2 separate regions of the Anas platyrhynchos genome follow, and region 2 is linked to region 1. The links are chromatin contacts, called in public Hi-C maps. All regions are on one chromosome and are shown on one strand. The core of a region is the stretch at or near the end of the contact, and the rest is flanking DNA. Distances in the headings are between cores, read along the strand shown. Region 1 overlaps SYBU (syntabulin). Region 2 holds the start of ENY2 (ENY2 transcription and export complex 2 subunit).

What was found. A called contact is a pair of places that touch in the nucleus more often than the background predicts.
Region 2: a contact with region 1 is called in a Hi-C map of liver, with 1.8 times the contacts expected there. The contact joins the promoter of ENY2 here to the enhancer-like site in region 1. A contact is called at or near these places in 2 of 8 Hi-C or Micro-C datasets (liver and subcutaneous adipose tissue).

Annotation. Positions count from the first base shown.
Region 1 is chr2:18,246,177-18,252,425 of IASCAAS_PekinDuck_T2T, forward strand. SYBU (syntabulin) reads left to right here. Exons shown (of 7, transcript XM_027452617.3): 7 at 1-1,981. The coding sequence ends at 976. It overlaps EBAG9 (estrogen receptor binding site associated antigen 9), which reads right to left. Exons shown (of 6, transcript XM_038174423.2): 6 at 5,277-5,835. The coding sequence ends at 5,715. Among named protein-coding and RNA genes, the nearest start is that of EBAG9, 20 kb to the right of the region's middle. Within about 2 kb of position 2,840, at least 4 of the 8 cell types and tissues checked have an H3K27ac peak or open chromatin away from gene starts, as enhancers often do. A contact at or near this core is called in subcutaneous adipose tissue, where this site is marked.
Region 2 is chr2:18,287,386-18,293,193 of IASCAAS_PekinDuck_T2T, forward strand. It overlaps ENY2 (ENY2 transcription and export complex 2 subunit), which reads right to left and starts at 1,735. Exons shown (of 5, transcript XM_027452611.3): 1 at 1,607-1,735; 2 at 1,177-1,258. The coding sequence starts at 1,244. NUDCD1 (NudC domain containing 1) reads left to right here and starts at 1,743. Exons shown (of 10, transcript XM_038174574.2): 1 at 1,743-1,926. The coding sequence starts at 1,809.

The sequences.
Region 1 (6,249 bases), core at 1,590-4,089:
TGAAACCATGAAGAACAACTTGGCAGATAAAGACAAAGGCATTCAGAAATATTTCATAGACATAAGTGTTCAAAACAAGAAACTGGAATCGTTGCTGCACAAGATGGAGATGGCTCACAGAGGCTCTCTGAGCGACGAGTATGTGTCTGACTCTCCAGGGAAGCCGTTAGCACTGTATGTCAAGACTCCAGGCAGCCTCATCACAGAGGACCAGGCTTTGGGGGAGATGGGCGACAGTGAGGCGTTTAGGAGAGAGGACACTGAGGACACAAGCAACAAAAGTAACGAGAGCAATTTATTTAAGGAGAGTTCAACCACCGCAAGTTCTGAAGGGAGCGATCCATCTTCCTCCAGTTCTGCTGTGGATCGAGAGACACGTGAAACTGCTTCTGATGAAAAACTGTCTTCTTCTAAGAAAGAGGAGGAAAGCAGCAACATGACAGTGGAACAGTCCGTTCAGACCGACGTGCCACGTGGCCTGAAAATGGAGTGGTTCATTCAAAATGTCTTCATATCTCAAGATTCCTCCCCTAGACCACCTTCCTCACCGAAGGAACTGAGTGAGTTTTCTTCTGGAATCTACGATCTGGATTCTGGTATGGTAATGGACTTAACTCCAAACAGTCCGAACTCTGCCAAATTTTTGCCTTCTGTGGAGTCTCCACACAGAAACGTGGATTGTGAAGTTAATGATAACCGGGTCATGAAAGAACTGGATTTTACAGAGCCACATGATGAAGAGTTTGGGTATGTGAATACTTGCTCTCAGACAGGAATAACGAAGAAGCACTGGAACAGCAGCCTCCTGGTAGATATCCTGGCGGTAGCAGCCCCCGTCGTGCCCACTGTCATGTGGGCCTTCAGCACACAGAGAGGAGGAGTAGACCCCATGTACAATATCGGAACACTGCTGCGTGGGTGCTGCCTGGTGGCTCTGCACTCACTGCGTCGTACACCCTTCAACATCAAAATCTAATTTCTGCTCAGTCACGGGGCACCAGGGGCTGAGGCATTTGGGGAGGAGGGGGGGGGAATGAGGGGTGATAAGAGAGATACTGTATGTTCTGGCAGACTACATTGTTTTGCTCTTGACTATTTGATTTGCACTATAACTTGGTTCGAAAACATGTTCTTTGTTCCAAAATGACAAAGCTGAACCCTGCAGTTTCACAAAATGTTGGTAACTGGCGTAGCACTGTATTGCTGCCTGCAGAAATAGTCCTCCTGCGCCCAGTCACCGGGTCCCTGCCCTCTGCTGGCATCTTTCTTGTGTCAGTGCACCTGCCCAGTGAACAGGATCAGGGGCAGCGAGCAGAATTACAGCTAGCACCGTTTCGGGTTCGCTTGCTGAGTTAGTTTAAGCTCAGTTTCCCTGCCTGATTCATTGAGCAAACGCACAAACATTGTGCACTGGCTGAAGGGCAGCATGTGATGCATCTGGGAACAAATGGCAAGAGGAAGGTGGGGTATTTCTCCAGGCAGCACTAACCTAAAGCATTTGTGAAACTGTAGCGTTAAGTAAGATGAAGGCTCGTTTCCCCTAAGTGTATCACACCTGTACTCTAGAAAGCATGCTAGCGCTTTCCATTTGTTGTCTGAAACGTCAATTCAATTAAAAAAAAACAATCCATATTTCCCAGGCAGCTTCTAGCACATCGTTCATGCCTGTCTTGTGTAGTGGTCTTCCAAATCCTGCAGTTGCTCGAGCATTCCACTAGCCTTGTACGTATGAGGGGACTGTAACCAAAAATGGTAAGTGGGGGGGAGTCTTGAAACGTGTTACAATGGTAAATATAGGGGTGGATACACTCTGAATATTAATGTTGTTTTAAAGTCTTAATGTATTGGAACCTGATAGTCTTTCGAGCCATGTGAAATACCATCTATAAATGTATCGTGTTTTAACTTATTGTTTATTTAATAGCTTTATTATAAATTACCTTTATAATCACAATTTCATTAAAGCATGTTAGAAAATTTACCACTGTACGAGTGTCTTATTGTGGCAAAGCTGTTAAAAATGCTCCGTTTCAGATGAGGTATCACATACATAGCCAAAGGAGGCTCCATGTGAGGGCATAAGGAACCATCGGGACCCTGAGAAGAGAGTTAGGGTGAGGAACAACTAATCACAGCTCCAAGAGGAAGCGCTCCGCAGGAGGAGGCTCCGCTTGGTCTGTGGCCGCACCCACGCTGTACTAACAGAAACAGGTAGCCTTATTTTTACCCCACCATTCCTAAATGTCTCCTGTTTGAATGAAAAAAACATAATGGAGAATGCCTAATTCCTATTTTAAAATGTCTGTTCAAGTCAAATGGACTGAATTCTTAGCCCCAGTGTTAATGTCTTTATTACAATTCTGGGTTGCTCTGTTACATCTGCTGTTGTTTAAGTGCTCTTCACTTTGAGTGGTGGGGAAATGCAGCATAGCTTAGAGCAGAAAGTGATCTCCAGTTCCAGGAGAGACATTCACCTGTGACTACCCAGGTTTCTTCTGTAGCAAGCAGGAAACAAAGCAGCACAAACCTCCCCATGCTTAAGTTTAAAATTTCAACAGGCTCAAGTCACTTCACACCCTGTTTTGGGCAGGCTCCACGTAGCAGCAGTGGTTGTAAACAGGTTGTTTAAAAGGTAGGAGGCACGAACATTAGAATAATGGCAAAGTTGCTTCCTGCCCTTAAAAAATCTTCGCTCAGCTCTCAGGAGCCATTCAGCTATGCTCAGCGAGGAGCTGCAGAGCTCCCATCACCTACCCAAAGAAAATCCTTGCTGTGATCTCTACCCAAAATTCAGCTCACTTCTGCCTTCTGCTGTACTGCCAGGAGATGGACAGCTCGCGGTGCTTGTGTAAGAGGCCTGAAGTACCAAGATAAGTGCTGTAATCCCAGACTGGGGAAATGGCCATTGTTACCCTATCCACAGAGGACACAGCAGCTGAGCTGCAGACATGCCATCTTCATTTGCTTTTAATGCCTCTAATACTCAGCTTTGATCTTTGACACGTCTCAGCTGCATTCCCCTGGTGCTGCACGGAGCAGCTAGGAGGACCATCAGCCTGCAGAAAGCTCACTGCAAAGTCCTGTTTTTCTCCTAATTTAGAAATAATTCATGTCCATACCAGTAGAGCACTAGAGATCTTTGCCTCAAATCACGCAGCTGGGGAGGACGAGCAGCTCACCAGCAAGGGGTGAAGCAGCAGGGGGCTTCCAGGATAGCACGGGAATGACAGATCCTTCCCAGGCCGCAGGGACAGCTGCTGATAACCCCATCACACACTTCTCTTCCTAACCCCACTTTCTTTAGTGCTCAGCCAAGAGGCACCTGCCCTACCACAAGCTGCACTCTCACCGTGCCCGCACTCACGAGGCTGATTTAGCTCCTGACCACTCAGTTGTTTCTTTCCTCCGCCCCAGCAGCTACCTCTTCCACATCCCAGACTGCAGCCACACACTCAAACAAAAGTCCTGCTTTAGTTGCGTCGTGTCCTACATGAGGAGACCAAATGAGTATTTTGTTCCAAAACCCTTCAGACAAATGAACACGTGGCATTTCAGATACGAACACTGCAGCAGAGCCAAGGACAGGAGGATTTTCCAGCCCTCCCAGCAGGCCGGTCCTCCAGAGTCAGCAGTAACAAGGAAGGTTTGGCTCCCAGCGAAGGGAAAATAAAGGGCACAGCCAGGAGGCTGCGTGGAGAGGAAGGAGGACCTGCAGCAGCAGGAGGGAAAGAAACCGAGCACATCCTGAGGGTGTCTCAGCTCCGTATTGGGAGGTGTAAGAAAGTTAGGACACAGAGGGCCTCGCTTCACCAGTGTGGTTAAAAGTACAGACACCTATTTTTATTAAATCTTATTCCCAGCCATTCCCTTATCTCCCATTCACCTCACCAGTCAGGTACTTTACCAGTGTTCCCTCTAAGATTTACTTGCCACGCAGTTGTACAGTCTGCAGAGCATATAGCCATCTGTTCTGCTCCAGCCAGAGCCCTTGTACAGAAAAAATAAGGATGAAAGTGAATATTGTTGCCTTCTAAAATGCATTTTGAAATTGAACAGTTCTCAAGGACATCATATTTGAGATTTCTATCAAATCAGTCAACTTGTGCAAGACTTTAAGGAACACAACAAGCAGAACAAACATTTTTGCTAAGAACTTTCCAGTCACTAAGACCTTGCTATCTTAATTATCTTTCAAGCAAAACCCGTGTCAGAACCTGCAACTTAGTTAGAAATTTTGTTTTTCTGGGCACACCATAGGCAAGCTCCCACCCAGCCCCACTCTTTCGCAACTTTATAGTTCCCTGTATGCATGGGGAACAAGTCTCAGGCACAGAAGTGAAAATTCACTTACCTGTGAATTTTCACAGGTGAATTACAAGATACAAACCCACACCATTGAATCATGGCTCCAGAGATAACAGTGTAGTTTGGTTTGGGTTGGAAGGGACCTTAAAGCCCATCCAGTCCCACCCCCCTGCCATGGGCAGGGACACCTCCCACCAGCCCAGGTTGCCCAAAGCCCCATCCAGCCTGGCCTTGAGCACCTCCAGGGATGGGGCATCCACAGCTTCTCTGGGCAGCCTGTGCCAGTGCCACCTACCACTGAAGTCTACCTCTACATAAAGGGAATCCAAGGAGTGCTGGTAACTGAACTGAGAATTTCCAAACTAACTTTATTAAGACTTTTTTTTTCCCCAACTATACTACCTATGCAATGACTAGGAGACGTCAGGATTTTTTTCCTAACTGTAGGAAGTAACAATTTTGTATTGGTAATACGTATTTCTTGCACAAGAAACAATTAAATCACTCCCCTGCACTCAGGGAGCAGAACATGCCCCTGTTGTGCAGCGATACCACTGCCTGTAGCCACCACAGTGTTGTAAATGGGTGCGGTAACACAGGAAGCTGCAAGTGCCGAAGTGATGAGAAACCCAGCGAAGCATTCAGCTGTAACCTCTCCTCTACCACAGCACACCAGGAGTACACGTAGAGCCGCAGGTCACCCATAACAGGTCATCATCTTCTGCATGATGTTGTGCTGGGTCTGGCTGGGATGGAGCTAACTTTCCCTGCAGCAGCCCATGCAGTGCTGTGCTCTGCACGTGTAGCTAGAACAGCAGTGGTATCACACCAGGGTTGTGTCTGCTGCTGCACAATACTGGCACCGCATCAGGACTCCCTCCAAAATCTCTCCAGCATAAAACTGAGGTATTTATATATACTTTTATAAAAGGCAAAAGCAGACATTTTGGTATCAAGTAGGAAGCAAAGGGTTATTTAAAACTGTTTAATTACATGTTTCAGGTAAGCACAGACAATACAGTAGGTTCCCCACCACTGAATATTTACATTCTTTTCTCTAGGCTTGAGCTGTTCATTAGGAGTCTCTCTCAATCAACATCCTTGCTCAATCAATTTTGCTGCAAAGAAGGGTATTAGAATAGAACTATTGTAGGAAACTTCATTTCACCAAGGCATGACTTTGTGTGTGTGTTTTGTTTTTTGTGATTTTGTTTTCCTCCTTAAAGAATCATCTACTAGCAGTTCAAGATACTTTGGGAGAATTCTGGCTTCCAAGAATGACCTGAAGAATGCATTGAAACCGAGCAGTGTGCTGAAGTCCTGGAAATACTTATATCAATACCAATACGCATGTTGTAGAGCTGGAATTCTCTTTTCCCACTGGCACTGCCACCGATGCGTCGTTTCTGTTAGGACAGTTTTACACCAATTTTGTTTTGTTCTTTTTTCATTAGCCTTTGGGCCTCTTTCTCCATCTTCTTCCGCTGTTGTTCTGCTGCTCGTTTTTCCCTTTCTGCTATCTTCTGTTGCCTGTAATTAGAGAAAAATGAACTGCTAAAAAAAACAGGAGTCCAATTTTCAGCATAGTCAATAACTAGCTTATTACAACTAATAGAAAACAGAGCCTCAGTCGACTATAGTTAGTCTCGGAACAGTTACTCTTTTGTCATGCTAAAGGTCTTTTCTCAGATTAATATGGTCTTAGGCAGTAATACTCCTTCAAATATCACAGATTCATAAAGGTTGGAAAAGACTGCCAGGATCATCTGGCCCAACTATCCCCCCTAACATTTAGAATCTGAAAGCCACCCCGTTCTCAAAGATTCAGAATAATTAATTCAAGTAGTGGACAATTAAAAGGCCTAATGCTAATTAGAAAATAATTAATCTAGTGCTACAATAGCAAGAATAGCAAGATGACCTGTCTTTTCAAATTCAGACCAA
Region 2 (5,808 bases), core at 485-2,984, 40 kb after region 1:
TTCCTAAGTGTGACTAGAAACTATGTGAGTAAGAAACAATGATACATTTACTATGTGTATTGAAAGAGAATACTGAAGGGAAACTAAACTAAAAAGTTATTACTGAAAAACAGAAGAAGAGAAAATTAAAGCAGTATCTTCACCTTTTATTTCATCAACTAGATGAAATAAGCTGACTTATCTTGTACCACCCTGAACTACCTTAGCAAAATTCTTTTTTTCTGAGTAACTGGACTGCAGCAAGAAGCTGAACTTGGTAGTTCTAATCCTTTTTACTCCATTAATTGTATAGAGGGAAGACAAACTGCTAAGAAAAAGCAAAACAACAATGTACGTCAAATTCACTACTACTGGGTATTTCTTAAAGTCAAGAAATCTGAGTGCTTGGTCTCCTGTCAAATTTGTTGACAATACAACTTTTGACATTCTGTCAAAACTCTGATTACTCTATCCCTAGAATAAAATTGGTCCCAGCACCATATCAAGAAAGGGGCTGGTCACAGCTAGGTGGGAAGGAGAGCACAGGCACCTTGTCAGTCTGCATGAAGTTACGGTAGGTACCTGGCTGTGTAATGACCTAGGAAGAAGGCTCCTTATACAGGCCTAGACAATGAAGAAAACTGAGCTTTTTGGGTATGGTTACACCTACACTGAAGTGAGGCGTGGAACATTAAAAGCATGCTGATGTTGCATGAATATAATGGAAACAAAACAGTGAAAAGACAACAAAAGGCTGAAAACCAGCTGCCACAATACACCACGTAGTTTACTTGTTGGCCTTTATTGGGCTCTCTACCATGACTTCTATGGGTGCTGTTTTATTCTACTATATATTTCTTTCCCCGGCAAAAGAACACATAGGAACACAGAAGAAAACTTCAAAAGCAGAAAAGCAAGGGTTGCCTCATATCATGAAATAATAAGATTTAACTGCAAAAACTTGTATTTTAACAAGTTGTGCGTAAGCCAGGAGCTCCCCAACACAACCTGCCAGACAAAGAAGCTTTGGAGTTCTCAGGCCAACCACCCCATCCTTTATTCAAAGGGTAAAATCAGAGAAGCGTTCAGATGATAATATTTTTATTCAGCCATTTAAAATTTCGGTGTTTTCGTGGTGTTCTGACCAAGGCACCGCTCCCGTCTGGCGGCAGCGCCCAACGCCCACTGCCCACTTACCGCTCCCGCTCCCCCGTTTCGATCAGCTTCTGGTTAATGGTGGCTCTCATCTGGGCGTCCTTATTCATGGTGCAAAGCTGACCTAGGCGGGGAAGCAGAAAATTACGAGGCTACCGACACCGACGGGGCTGCGAGAACGCAACGGGGGGGACACGGGCGGGGGCTGCCCAGAGGAGCCGTGGCTGCCCCATCCCTGAGGTGCCCCTCATGGATGGGGCTGCGGGCACCCTGGGCGGGCAGGAGGTGTCCCTGCCCACAGCAGGGCTGGAGTCAGGGCTCGGGTCCCTTCCCCCCAGGCCATTTTGGGGCTCCACGCCCGCCCCCTGCCACCGCTCACCCGCAGCCCCCCCCCCCCTCAGCGCCCCGGCCGCCTCAGCCCCTACCCCGCCCCCCCCACAGCCGGACCGAACCGAGCGGGCCGGGCGCTCACCACCCGCTCCCTCCTCGCAGGGCCCGCTGGGAAATGTAGTTAGCGCGGCCACGTCGAGCTGGGCGCCCACAGCTCCCGGCGTGCTCCAGGGCTGAGGGCTCCTCCCGGCAGCAGCCTTCGGGGCGGAACTACAACTCCCAGCGTGCCCCGCGGCGGCGGCGCTGCTGGCGGGCGGTGCTGAGGGGCCCCGCGCAGCCCCGACATGGCGGCCGCCACCAGCTGCTCGCTGCGCGCCAAGCGGCTGCTGCTGGAGCCCCGCTTCGAGGGCTACAAGCTGTCCCTGGAGCCGCTGGCCTGCTACCGCCTCGGGCTGGCCGACGGTGAGCGGCGGCGCTGCAGGCGGGCGGCCACTGCCCTCCTCTGGCCTGCCCGGCCCTCCCCTCCGCGCTCTGACAGGGCCGCGGCATGGCGGCGGGACCCGTCCCGCTCGCTTGGCGGACACGGAGCCGCCCGGACCCGCTGGGGGCTGTGGGGAAGGCCGGGGCTGGGGGTGGGTCGGAGGGATCTGGGGTGTTGTGGCTCAAGAAGGACGGGGAGGTGCTGGAGAGCCCAGCGCAGAGCCACGGGGGGGGATGAAGGGAGTGGAGCATCTCCCTTATGAGGAGAGTCTGAGGGAGCTGGGTCTGTTCAGCCTGGGGAAGAAGAGACCGAGGGGAGGCCTTATTAACGTTTATAACGCGTGGAGGGTGAGCGTTAGGAGAGCAGAGCCTGGCTCTTCTCAGTGACATCCAATGATAGGACAAGGGGCAATGGGTGCACGCTGGACCATAGGAGGTTCCACTTAAATGTGAGAAGAAACTTCTCACAGTGAGGGTGACAGAGCACTGGAGCAGGCTGCGCAGGGGGGCTGTGGAGTCTCTTTCTCTGGAGACATTCAAAACCCCCCTGCACGCGTTCTTGTGTGAGCTGATCTACATGCTCCTGCTGCAGCAGGGGGATTGGACTAGGTGATCTTTTGAGGTCTCTTCCAACCCCTAACATTCTGTGATTCAGTTAGTGTAGTCTTACACAGTTTTCTGCAAACTGCCATTTTTCTTTGCTTGTTGTTCACAGGTGGATGGTCAGGCTCTTCACTCCATGCTCTGTTTCTTCTACTAAGCAATATCAGCATTTAAGGAGCTGCTCTGCCAGTGGGTCAATTATCTCAGTCCTCAATTTGCTGAGCCATATGGGGTATGGGCCCACATACATACCCATGCTCCCCTGAAATTGCTCAGCATTCTAGCTTTATTGATGGGTGAAATCTGAGTCTGTTGTAAGGTACATGAAGTATCTACTTTTCTTCTTTTTCTTTCCTTTCTTTTTTGTAAAGACCAGACAGTAATGTACTATTTGGGCAAGCTGACCTTGTCTATACATGTACCAGGCAATACACCAGTCTTCCGAGTTATCCATTAAGAATTGCTTTTACCTTTGTGTTAAGTACTTTATTTTAATACCGGGGCAAAAGATGTGTTGTGTGTGAATTGTGTATCAAAGGATGAGTGAATGAAAGTTAGACAGTACTATATGTAGACCTATGATAGGACTGAAAAACCTAATGACAGTGCCATTTTTGTTATGTAGTTTAACATTTCCACTCTAAGACTTTACTCTAAGGTGTAGGTGCTGCCTTTTAAAATACCATTCAAATGTAAAATTGTGTGTGTTAGGAGCATCTTACAGCTCTGTCAGAAGTAGCAACAACTCATGTAGTATAAGTACAGCTTCTTAGTTCTGTGTCTTGGTTTTGAGATTAAAGTTTTGCAAAGCTGGTTTTTAAGATATTTTTGGACTGTCTTGCTAAAATATGAATGTTCTTTTTGAACAAGTGAGGTGTTTCATGTAGAAATTAAGTTGTCCATTTTAATTATATACATATATATAGAATCATAGAATCATAGAATATCCTGAGTTGGAAGGGACCCTTAAGGATCATCAAGTCCAACTCTTGACACCGCACAGGTCTACCCAAAAGTTCAGACCATGTGACTAAGTGCACAGTCCAATCTCTTCTTAAATTCAGTCAGGCTCGGTGCAGTGACCACTTCCCTGGGGAGCCTGTTCCAGTGTGCAACCACCCTCTCTGTGAAGAACCCCCTCCTGATGTCAAGCCTAAATTTCCCCTGCCTCAGCTTAACCCCGTTCCCGTGGGTCCTGTCACTGGTGTTAATGGAAAAAAGGTCTCCTGCCTCTCAACACCCCCTTACGAGGATATATAGTTTTATCCTTACTATGATGTTCTGTATGTAAAATGTCAAACAAGCTGTGTGGTTCTCAGATAAGTTTACTGCATACCTATTCTAAACAGATGAGGATTACAGAATTTGATTATTTAACTGATGAGAGATCCTAATGGATCTCTCCATTGAGATGTTTTCCATAACAGTTGCAGTAACCTGTGTGATAGAAGTCGATGTGTTCTTTTCTTTATCTGCTTCCCACAGCACAAGGACCCTGACTTATTTTCAGTCCAACTTATGTGGCTGTCCTACTAAATCATTAATACTAAATTGCTGTCATTAATCATTAATACTGCATTCTGGTGTGTTTGTGTGTGTATACAGCTATCAGTCTACTGGAGAATAGAAACCCATTTTCTTTTTTTGTTTTTTTTCTTTTCCACCTTTTAATTAGTAATCTGAAATCTAAACCAATCTAGGCTCTATATGCGTCTTCTAGATGTTCTGTTTGTCTCTTTCAGCCTGTCGTTGGGCCATGCAGCTGGCTCTTTCTCCCTTTTTTTTTTTTTTTTCTGCTTACTTCAAGGCAGTTTCCTTATACTACAGAGATGGTCTGTACCTGGACTCTGTATTTCCTGCTCTCTGTGGTCTCCATTTGTGTTATACTGAGGGCATCTTCCCACAGCTGGGCTTGCATGTTGGGCAGAAGTAATGGGGTGAGTTGTAAAGACCAGGTATGGCCTGTAGGCCCTGGCTTTTTCGAATCACTTCACGAATCAATTAACACGCAAATTGACATTATATGACAGGGACAGGAAGTTTGCTTTTATTTCCTTGAATTGGGAGTGAATAATAAAATATAATAGCTGAAGAAAATGTCAAATAAATAAGAATGCTGTCAGCATGACTAATTTGTGATTTTATTTACAATTGTGCGCAGAGATGTGATGGCAGAATCTGGAAGATTAATGGAAAATGGATGCTGAATTTTGTCTTTGTTTTCCAGGAAAGTGCTTCAGCTTGCCTCAAATGACCAGGGATTTGGACTACTGCCTCTGTGGCATCCCAAATTTCATGGCAGTGAGATGAGCATGTAGGTTTTGGAGCTAGTTGGAATATGTGACAATAAGTAGGTCTTGTTCTTAAGCAGAACTGAATTACCCTTTCTGTAGCTGACCTATGTGCAGTCTTATGACAAACTTGAGCATTAACCATTACCTTCTTTGCTCATTAAAAGAAGTATTTTTTTATTTCTTTGCTCATAAAAAGAATGTCACATTTGCTGTTTTTAAGTTGATCCGTCTTATGAATTTAACTGCCACCTTTACAATCAAATGAGAAAAAAAATTGTTGCATGGAGTCAATGCAGATTTGTACTCGTGGAGCAGGTGGCCAGCAGCGTGTGGTGTTGCTGGGCACCTTATAGTGTTGTGCTCGTGGCTATGGCAATTTTCAGTATCTGACCAGCATGTCAAACTGAGTTGCAGGTAGACTAGCAGTGAATACTGTCAGGCTCTGGTTGCCATGAATTTGCTGGTCAGATGTGCAGCTGAAGCTGAAAGAAATGTAAAACCTTGGTTTATTCATTGGATCTAATGGGAAAGCGAAATTTATTTGTGAATTTCTTAAATATATGCTCACAGTGGAAAAGAATGGTGAAATTCCGTTACAAGACATTTCCTTTTAAATACTTTGATGAGTGTGTTCTTCGTCTTTCTTACTGACCACCCCTTCTGTCTAGTTCATCTCAACTTTCACTGCCTGTTGTCTTTTCTCACCTCACCCTGGTAATATGTTTCAGCTAGGAATGAGTCACACAGTGGTATGCCTTTAATGCCCAACTCTTCATCCTAAATTTTGTGTATTTTTCTCCTTGTTCTCCCTAGTTTGTGTCCATAACTTTTATTCAGGTGTTACCCTTGCACTGAATTTTGTAATGGCCTTTTGCATTCTTGAACAATGGTGTTAATAAGGTACTGCCCTGGTCGCAGTCTGCTTAGACTAGAAGTTCTGTGCTTTTCAGTGAAAAGTAGTTCCCCA